Regions from separate parts of the Muntiacus reevesi genome. Here region 1 is linked to region 2. The links are chromatin contacts, called in public Hi-C maps. All regions are on one chromosome and are shown on one strand. Each heading gives the region's core, a stretch centred on a gene start, on an enhancer-like site or on the middle of the called end of the contact. The rest is flanking DNA. Distances are from core to core; before and after follow the strand shown.

What was found. Hi-C and Micro-C count contacts between places; a contact is called where the count stands out from the background.
Region 1: a contact with region 2 is called in a Hi-C map of muscle, with 8 times the contacts expected there. The contact joins the promoter of GAS2 here to the promoter of SVIP in region 2. A contact is called at or near these places in 2 of 3 Hi-C or Micro-C datasets (blood and muscle).

Annotation. Positions count from the first base shown.
Region 1 is chr5:21,423,977-21,428,074 of mMunRee1.1, reverse strand. It overlaps GAS2 (growth arrest specific 2), which reads left to right and starts at 2,520. Exons shown (of 9, transcript XM_065937228.1): 1 at 2,520-2,641. It overlaps FANCF (FA complementation group F), which reads right to left and starts at 2,414. Exons shown (of 1, transcript XM_065937223.1): 1 at 833-2,414. The coding sequence starts at 2,286. The coding sequence ends at 1,207.
Region 2 is chr5:21,244,108-21,248,080 of mMunRee1.1, reverse strand. SVIP (small VCP interacting protein) reads right to left here and starts at 2,455. Exons shown (of 4, transcript XM_065936420.1): 1 at 2,313-2,455; 2 at 325-375. The coding sequence starts at 2,366.

The DNA of each region.
Region 1 (4,098 bases), core at 1,271-3,770, 180 kb before region 2:
TGGATATGGAAGAAAACATATTGAACAGGAAGTAGTATTTCCCCTAAGAAAAATGAATCCATTATTCTTAAGTTTGGTGATTGGGAATCACTCTGCCAGGTGTGGAGCATCTGGGTAAACTCACAAAAGTAGGTTCCTACACATACTAAACAAATATTCCAAACTGCCCCCATAGGGCAATCACCAAGGCAAAAGTGGGAGAACTTTATTATTATACTCAACACTTGATTTAACACAAGTCAACTCTAACACCAAGGTTGTGATGTATTAACCTTAATGGCAGAAGCAGCACTAATTTAGAAGTTTGTTTTGAGTCTTTTGCCATCAAATGCTAAATTAATATCCAGAGGCATAGATTTGTATTTACTATGCTTTAAAAACTTTTTTCCTTGTCTTTAAGGCAATGCTTTAAATTATTGGTCTTTCAATTTGCAGAAATGAAAAACAAAATTTCTGAATAACGCATGTTCCAACTGCCAATACAGGAAATGTAGGTTTGATCCCTGGGTCAGGAAGATCCCCTCTGGTAGGAATTGGTAACCTCCTCCAGTATTCTTCCCTGGAAAATTCCATGGGCAGAGAAGCCTGCAAGTCTACAGTCCATGGGGTCCCAAAGAGTCAGAGGCAACTAAGCACGTAGGCACACAAGGCTGGTTAACTTATTAGAGTGTCCAGGTTAACAAGGCCAAAATCCAGGGTATAAAGCCCAACTAGGCCAGTTGGCTTTCCAAACCATTTCTGACAACACATGTAGTTAAAGAAATCTCTTCACTTCTGAAGACTTAAAAAAAAACAACTATAAAAGTAAGGCATTAAAAAGGTAAAAATGGTGTCTTGTTGGTCACTGGAAAACTACTTTTTCTATGACAAGTACATATATTTTCGGGATTATTAGAAATGCACCTTCCAAAACACAACTATGTTAATTCTACGGCTTTAGGTAGGATACTTTCAATGTTACCTCCTCTATCCAGAAAACCCATGGCACTACACGGCAGTTACTTTACATATTGTAATTAAGTTACAATTACTTTATTATATATTAGGGCCTAAAACAACATTCTGGACACGTGAAAGTACAGGAGATGTGGTGAGAACACAGGCATTTTAATTTTGTAAACCATACATTCGAGTAATCAATAACACAATGCTGCCCACAGAGAACTGGAGCCTGGGCTGAAAACTCTTCTCTTCCCCAGGGCGATATCATACACGGCTCCCAAGAGCTAACAACAGGTCTGTCCAGATGCTAAGACCAGGGACTTCGAAATCTCCATCTTGAGCCTTATAGGATTTCAGGGCAGTTAGAACTTCATCTTTCAGAGGCGGAGGGGCCTGACAGAGGCTTTGAAACCTGCTCAACAACTCCTCCCAGGGCACATCCTGGGGCTCAGTTCCAATCCAAAGGCCTTTCGGAAGGTCATAGTGCAGTTGGCGACCCCAGTTTGTGAGCAGACCTAGATAGACAGGGGACAGCTCTGGATGGCGCCCTGCCACGGAAGTTAAAACCTCGGCTGGGAGGTTGCGGCAAAAGGCAACCACGACATCTGATTTCCCCAGAAGCCAACGAATCAGCTCTTGACCCCCGTCTCCCGGTGTTCTGGGGCTGCCTACTCCCAATTCCTCTTCTTGAAGCCGGAGGGACGCCGGCGGCAGCAACAGCGCGGCCGCCATCACCTTCAGGAAGTTGTTCTGAGGCAGGCGCTCCCACAGGCGGCTTAGAAGCCTGCCAGAACTCTCCGCTTCGGATTCCCCCACCTCCTGCAGACGCCTCAGCAGCAGCTCCGCCTGCGTCTTCATCAGTGAGTCCTTCTGAAGGACCGGGTTCTCTCTGTAGGCGTGGAAGTGCAGCATGTGGGCAGCGGTCCGGCAGCGGGCGAAGCGGGCCAGGCTGCCCTGGAGCGCCTCCTCCTCGGCGTCCGGAACGCCGGGGCCGGGAAAGAGCTGCTGCAGCAGGCAGTGAAAGGCGGCATCCCCGAGGGCCGGGTTCGCCAGCAGTCGCAGAGACAGCAGCTGGTCACACTGCCCCAAGGCCTGGAAGTTCGCCAAGCCCGGGGCTAGAACGGGCCCAGATTCACCCTCCTGCTTCCACTGGTTTTGCAGTCGCCGCTCCAGAGCTTTGCGAATATGGGTATGGCGGCCAAAGCGCCTGTGGATGTGGCGCAGGTAGCCAGCCCACTGTAAAGCCCTGCGAACGGTTGCGGGGTCCCAAGTGCGGACGTGGGTTGTGCGGGAGACAGCCAGAACCTCAGAGAAACGCTCCAGGTGCTCCAGAAGCGAGTCCATGGGGCGCCGCAAGGCCTTACTTCCGCCTTCACCCTGGCGACGGAGACTCTTTGAGTGCTGATTGGTGCGTCGGCCAAATGATACGCCTCTCTGCAATGCTATTGGGTAAAGTGCCTGTCAATCTCACAGAGGCCTTAATCCGGGTACCTGGACTCCGGGAAATTTAAGTCTGAGCGAAGGCCTGTATTTCATCATGGATGTTGAGGGGGCTTTTAAGCAAGGACGATTTAATGAAGGGCTAGGACTGGAGAATTACCGGATCCACGTGGGAGATGCTGCTGCTGCTATTTACGGAGGTCTCCGTGCTTCCTTTCGCTTTAGAAACAATCTCTAGTAGAAATTTCCTGAGTTTTGCGTGAGTAAATCTCTGTTAAAGTTTATCATAATTGGGGAAAGCCAGAGACGTGCTGTTACATATAAGAAAATGTTATTAAATGAAAATTTTAGTTCATTTCAGTTTAGTAAAAAGGTACTGACCCAAGTAATTAATGCCAGACACTACACTAAAGCCTGGGCCTCGATCTTATCCTTTCATTATTAGAACTTGAATTCTAGGTTAAGTGAAACTTCAGGATTAACACTTTCTTAAAATGTTAAAGGAATTTAAATTTTTATTTCAAAGTTTCAATGTTGTTTTTCGTTTTTGTAATTTCCAAGGCAGAATAGCACTCTTATTTCACCCAGCTAATTGAACTAAGTGGCATTGAACTAACAGACTGTGGGAGTTAAGCATTTGTAAACAAGCATCAGAAAAAGAGGCTTTCACAAAAAGCCTACCTCATATGATCCTGGTGAGGATTAAATAAAATGATAAATGTGAAATGCCATCTTTAGTATTTTGGCTGTCTTTTAGTGTCCATTCTATCATTAGCCTTAGTCTTTTTGCATAATAAAGATGCAGTTTTGAGGACTGATTGCAGCTCACAGTGGACGGGTAGGCCGCTTTGAGCTACTTGTGTTAATCCAACCCACTCTTAATTTAGTAATTAATTCAGGAAACCCAGTCTTAAATGGACCAATGTGAAGCATTTCCTAAGGACAGAAATTTGTTCAGAAATGGCCAGGTGAATCAATTCCAATCAGTGAGGCCTATATGATTACTTTTCTTACTCTTCAGAGTTGGTGGATCATGAACATTGACCAATATGAAGAGAGAGTTGTATTGGATAATGCAGCTGTATGCAAGCTGGGTATCAAGCATGCTTAAGAAATTGTTTCTTCCTCTTGATGCTGTTGAATATTTAATGAAGCCCAAAGCTACCAGATCCATCTCTTTCCCTGAACCAATAGAATTTCAGAATCATAAGGAATACATTGGAGTAAGACAACTCTCAGATTAACCTGTTTAAGATTATAGCACTATATATTCCCATTTCTTTTGCCAGTTTTATTTTCTGTTGCTTTCAACTAAATATACCGAAGTAATACCAGCTCTTCAGAACACCGGTGTATGGGGCATATAAACACTCTCTGAACAGTACTATTATTGTTAATGTTATATAAGCCTCCGAAGTGAATATCTTCTCATGTCTTCTCCAAATTCTGTTCCTCCCTATTATAAAAGAGCAACCACCAACACTGTGGTCAAAGGTGGAGAAAATTTTAGCAAAGAAACACACAGCTTGATGTTGCCATATTTACTGTTGGTCCTGAGATGTCTGATGCATTCTTTTCCTATGGACTAAGACTTGAAAAATCAAGTTGTGCCATACTCTAGGTTAGGTTTCATATTTTTAGTTATTTTAAGATATGCATTACATCAGAAATTATACAACACTATGGAACTATGGAACTGGGAGACCAATGAAAACA
Region 2 (3,973 bases), core at 1,206-3,705:
GGTAATCGTCATACGTTAAATAACAAATCCCTGGAGAAGGCCTCGGCAACCCACTCTAGGATTCTTGCGGAGACGATCCCATGGACAGAGGAGACTGGCTGGCTACAGTCCATGGGGTCACAAAGATGTGAACATGACTGACCACACACACAAATGACATAAATGCATTACATGAATTTACTGAAACACAGAAATCATTCTGAAAAATGTTTAAATTTATAAGATATCAGGTATCATTTTCATTAGTGAATACTACTAGTAATAGACATTTACAGAGAACAAAGCAGGTTAATCATCTAAGGTTGGATTTTATTTCACTCTCACCTCCTTCTGTCTCCTCTCTGCAGCCTCTGCAAGCTTTGCTCTTTTTTCTTCCTAAAAAAAATGTGTAAGAAATATGGTTTTAAACAAAACCAAACATGATCCTTGGTATTTTATACTTCATCTTACCAGTAATATAATAGTAAGCACAAGGTGAGACATATATCTACACCTATATATACACATTTTATATCTCATACATACATACACAGATTGGCCTGTGAAATAATCTATTTGCCTTTTTTTTTTTTAAAGTTAGTCAGGGCAATAATAAAACAAATGACATTGAGCAATACAAGCAGGGAAATACATGGTTGATACTGCCAATTAAAAAGGAGTTTGAGGCAGCCTGGTATTTTCAGAAAAAGTTCATGAATGAAGAGAATGAATCGCATTGTGTAGGACAAGAAGGACTGAAGGATATTTGAGATGTACTGTTCTATGTTGGGACCCCGTGAATATTATTTTTCTACCTGAATTAATTGCAAGTTATAAGTTATTTAAATATGTAAGAGAGTAAACAGCATTCTCTTGGGAGCTGTGTTAATAATTTCATTTTCCACAAAACACTCATTCATTCACTTAATCATTCTTTGGATACTTAATGAGCAACGATCATACCTAGGAACTATTCCCCGTGCTGAGAATACAGCAGTGAAATAATATAGAGAAATATTTCCACCCACATGGAATTTACATTCCAATAAGAACAGTCATATATAATCAAATAAATATACATTTATTAGACTGAAGGAAGTGCTTCTGGGAAATACAAAGAAAAGTATGGTCAAAATGGAAGGATGCGTTGATGGTAGAGTGGAGGATCTATTTTATTTAGAGTGGTGAAGAAAAGCCTTAAAGAAAAGTGACATTCAAGTATTCTGCCATGTGGTTATCTCTGGGGGTGGCGGGGAGGGCTTAACAACTGCTGGCACATTAGTTTTTTATCAACAGCCAGATAAAGAAAATTAAGAACATTTAAAAGCAACAGTAGCAAGAAAGACAAGGTGAATTTTCTCCTATCAACTTCCAGGTCATTTTTAGCACTTAAGATCAAATAGCTGAAGAGTTAATGTACTTCCCTAAACAACTCATTTCCTTCAACGAATTTTTAGCCAAATATTAATAAAGGAGAGGAACTTAGGTTTTCTGTTAGCAATTTCCTGTAAGGATTATTAAGGTAAAAAGGCTGTTAAAAATAGAAAGCTACAAAAAGTATAAATGTACTATACCACAAACCACCTAGATACATCTGCAATTATCCAGATAAATAACAAATACTTTCTAGTACAAGTATGTCCCCAATAAAGATGGTGACAAATCGACATATTTTAAAGATGCATTTCTCGTTAAACTGAAAATTCAAATTTCAGGGCGCCTTGTATTTTTATCTAAACGTGGCAACCTTACAAATTATATACTCTGTACTACATAAAATGCTTTTTAAAATAGAACTTGGATAAATACTAAGGAGAAATTCATAAATACAGTATCTAATAAAAAACAGAAATATACGAGACTATTGAGCACCTTCTTTAAACAGCTGATACAGACACATAAAAATGCACATCTCCTACAAGATGAAACTCCTCAGTTCACGGAGAAAGAGGGAGGTCTTTTCACATATTAAGTTCATCTACCGCATCTCCAGGAGTGGTCCCCACAGCGAACCGTCCCCGTTCGCCTGCGTCCTACGAACTCCGATTTCGCCGGCGGCGAAAGGTAAAGAGACACTGGAGCCGCCTTCAGAGGGAGAGAGACGGACGCGGAGGCAGCCCCCAAATCCCGCAGGCAGGACGTCGACGTCCCTCGGGTTGCAGCCACCCGTCTCTGCCAGCTGGGTCCCCACCGGCTGCTCTCCGGCCCGCGCCACCGTGTCTAACGGCCCGTCCCGGGGCCGCAGCTCGGGCCTCCCGGCGCGCCCCTCCGGGAACAGGTGCGCGCGGCGCCGGCGGGCTGACGCGGGGAAGCGGGCAGGCAGCCTTACTCACCAGGTCCGGCGAAGGAGGCGCGGCCTCGGTGGGACAGGGAAAACACAGCCCCATAGGGATCGCGGCCGGGGTCTGCTCCGCGGTCCGCCCAAACCAGGCCGTGAGAACTGCGCGATCAAACGCTGATCCCAGGTCTGCGGCGCTCGCTCCGCCCCCGCCGGGCGGCTCGGTGACTGGGCGGCTCAGCCCCGCCGCTCGCTTTGCCCCGCCCCTCTGCCGCAACGCCCCGCCCCCCCGGCTCCGCCCCCCGCTCCGCGGCTCCGCCCACTCACTCTCCCCGCCCCACGACTCCGCCCACATCAATACCCCGCCCCGCGGCTCCACCCACGTCCCACCATTCCTCCTGGGCTCGGCTCCGCCCCACTGTTGCCGGGCTCCACTCCGGCCCCGCCTCGACCCCGCCCCGACCCCGCCCTTGCAGGTAGCCCCGCCCCTCTGAGGCCACTCCCCACCCATACCTCCAGAGGCTCCGCTAGGACCAAGCCTTGGACTCAGGAAACACCTGCTGAGAGCAGCACGCGGAAGAGGGATGGATGGAAAAGTGGCTATAGCCTACAAACCTCTCTGTGGCTCCCAGTTGGCTGACCCTGTATACATGAGTGACGTGACTCGGGATAGTCTATGTTATCTCTTTTGTGAAAAGGGGCTCTGACTTCCAAGAAATCAAAGCCAAGATTTCAAGTTGATGTCAGCACGCATTTCTCGTAGTGCCTCTCACTACTACTCCAGTTGAGAGGGCAGAACATGAAATTTATCACCATGTTTTAGAATTGAGTCGCATGAATGCAGCATTAGTTGAGATGTCTATTGTTTTCTGGTGCGTTGGATGTATTTTTCCATTCAAGAGTAGCAGTAACGTTTGAAATATTCAGAAATATTTAGAGAGGATGCTTCTCAAATTTAATAGGTATAAGAATCACCTGAGCATCAACTTAAACGAATTAAGGTATGAGTTAACAAATATCACAGCCAAATGGACATGGAAACTTGATGGCAGCATACGGGGTTCCTGATCTTAATCTTCTGTTAACAGCTTTATGAAGTCACCAAGTGGTTCTTTAAAATTGTTTAATTTTTTTACCCAGTTAATTGCTGTGGTCTAAAAGTTATCAGAAAACTGCACTTGTCAAAAAATCTTTTCTATGAATCCTTTTGAATATGAAGTGCTTATTGCAATAGCATCAGAGTAAAACAGTGACCGTCTATAAATGACAAAGGAGTTTAAAAAACATGATTGAAGATCTGATTACAATGCAGTTTACAAAGAAACTTGGTTACTACTGTGAGTTACAAAATTCAGTATAATTAGTAGAATTATGGCTGTTAATATTTTACTTAGACATATTAGATTTTTAGGAGGCCCATAATTTCCAGAACATCTATATTAATAACATTTACCCCTACAACATAAACTAAGTTTTATCACAACTCATTTGATAATGCCTACATATAATTTCATGTACAAAGTAACCCTAACTTGTTTAATATTTCTTTCCATCAGATTTTTCAGATGTTCTGTCTGAAGCATCCCAAAGTTAGCTAGAGGTCAAAAGAACTTTGATTAGAATCTGAAATTTGGAAAGTTTGTCAAAAATATCAAAAATGTTTCAAAACATTTAATCAAATATTATAGGTTCACATGTTACTGTGGAACAATACTT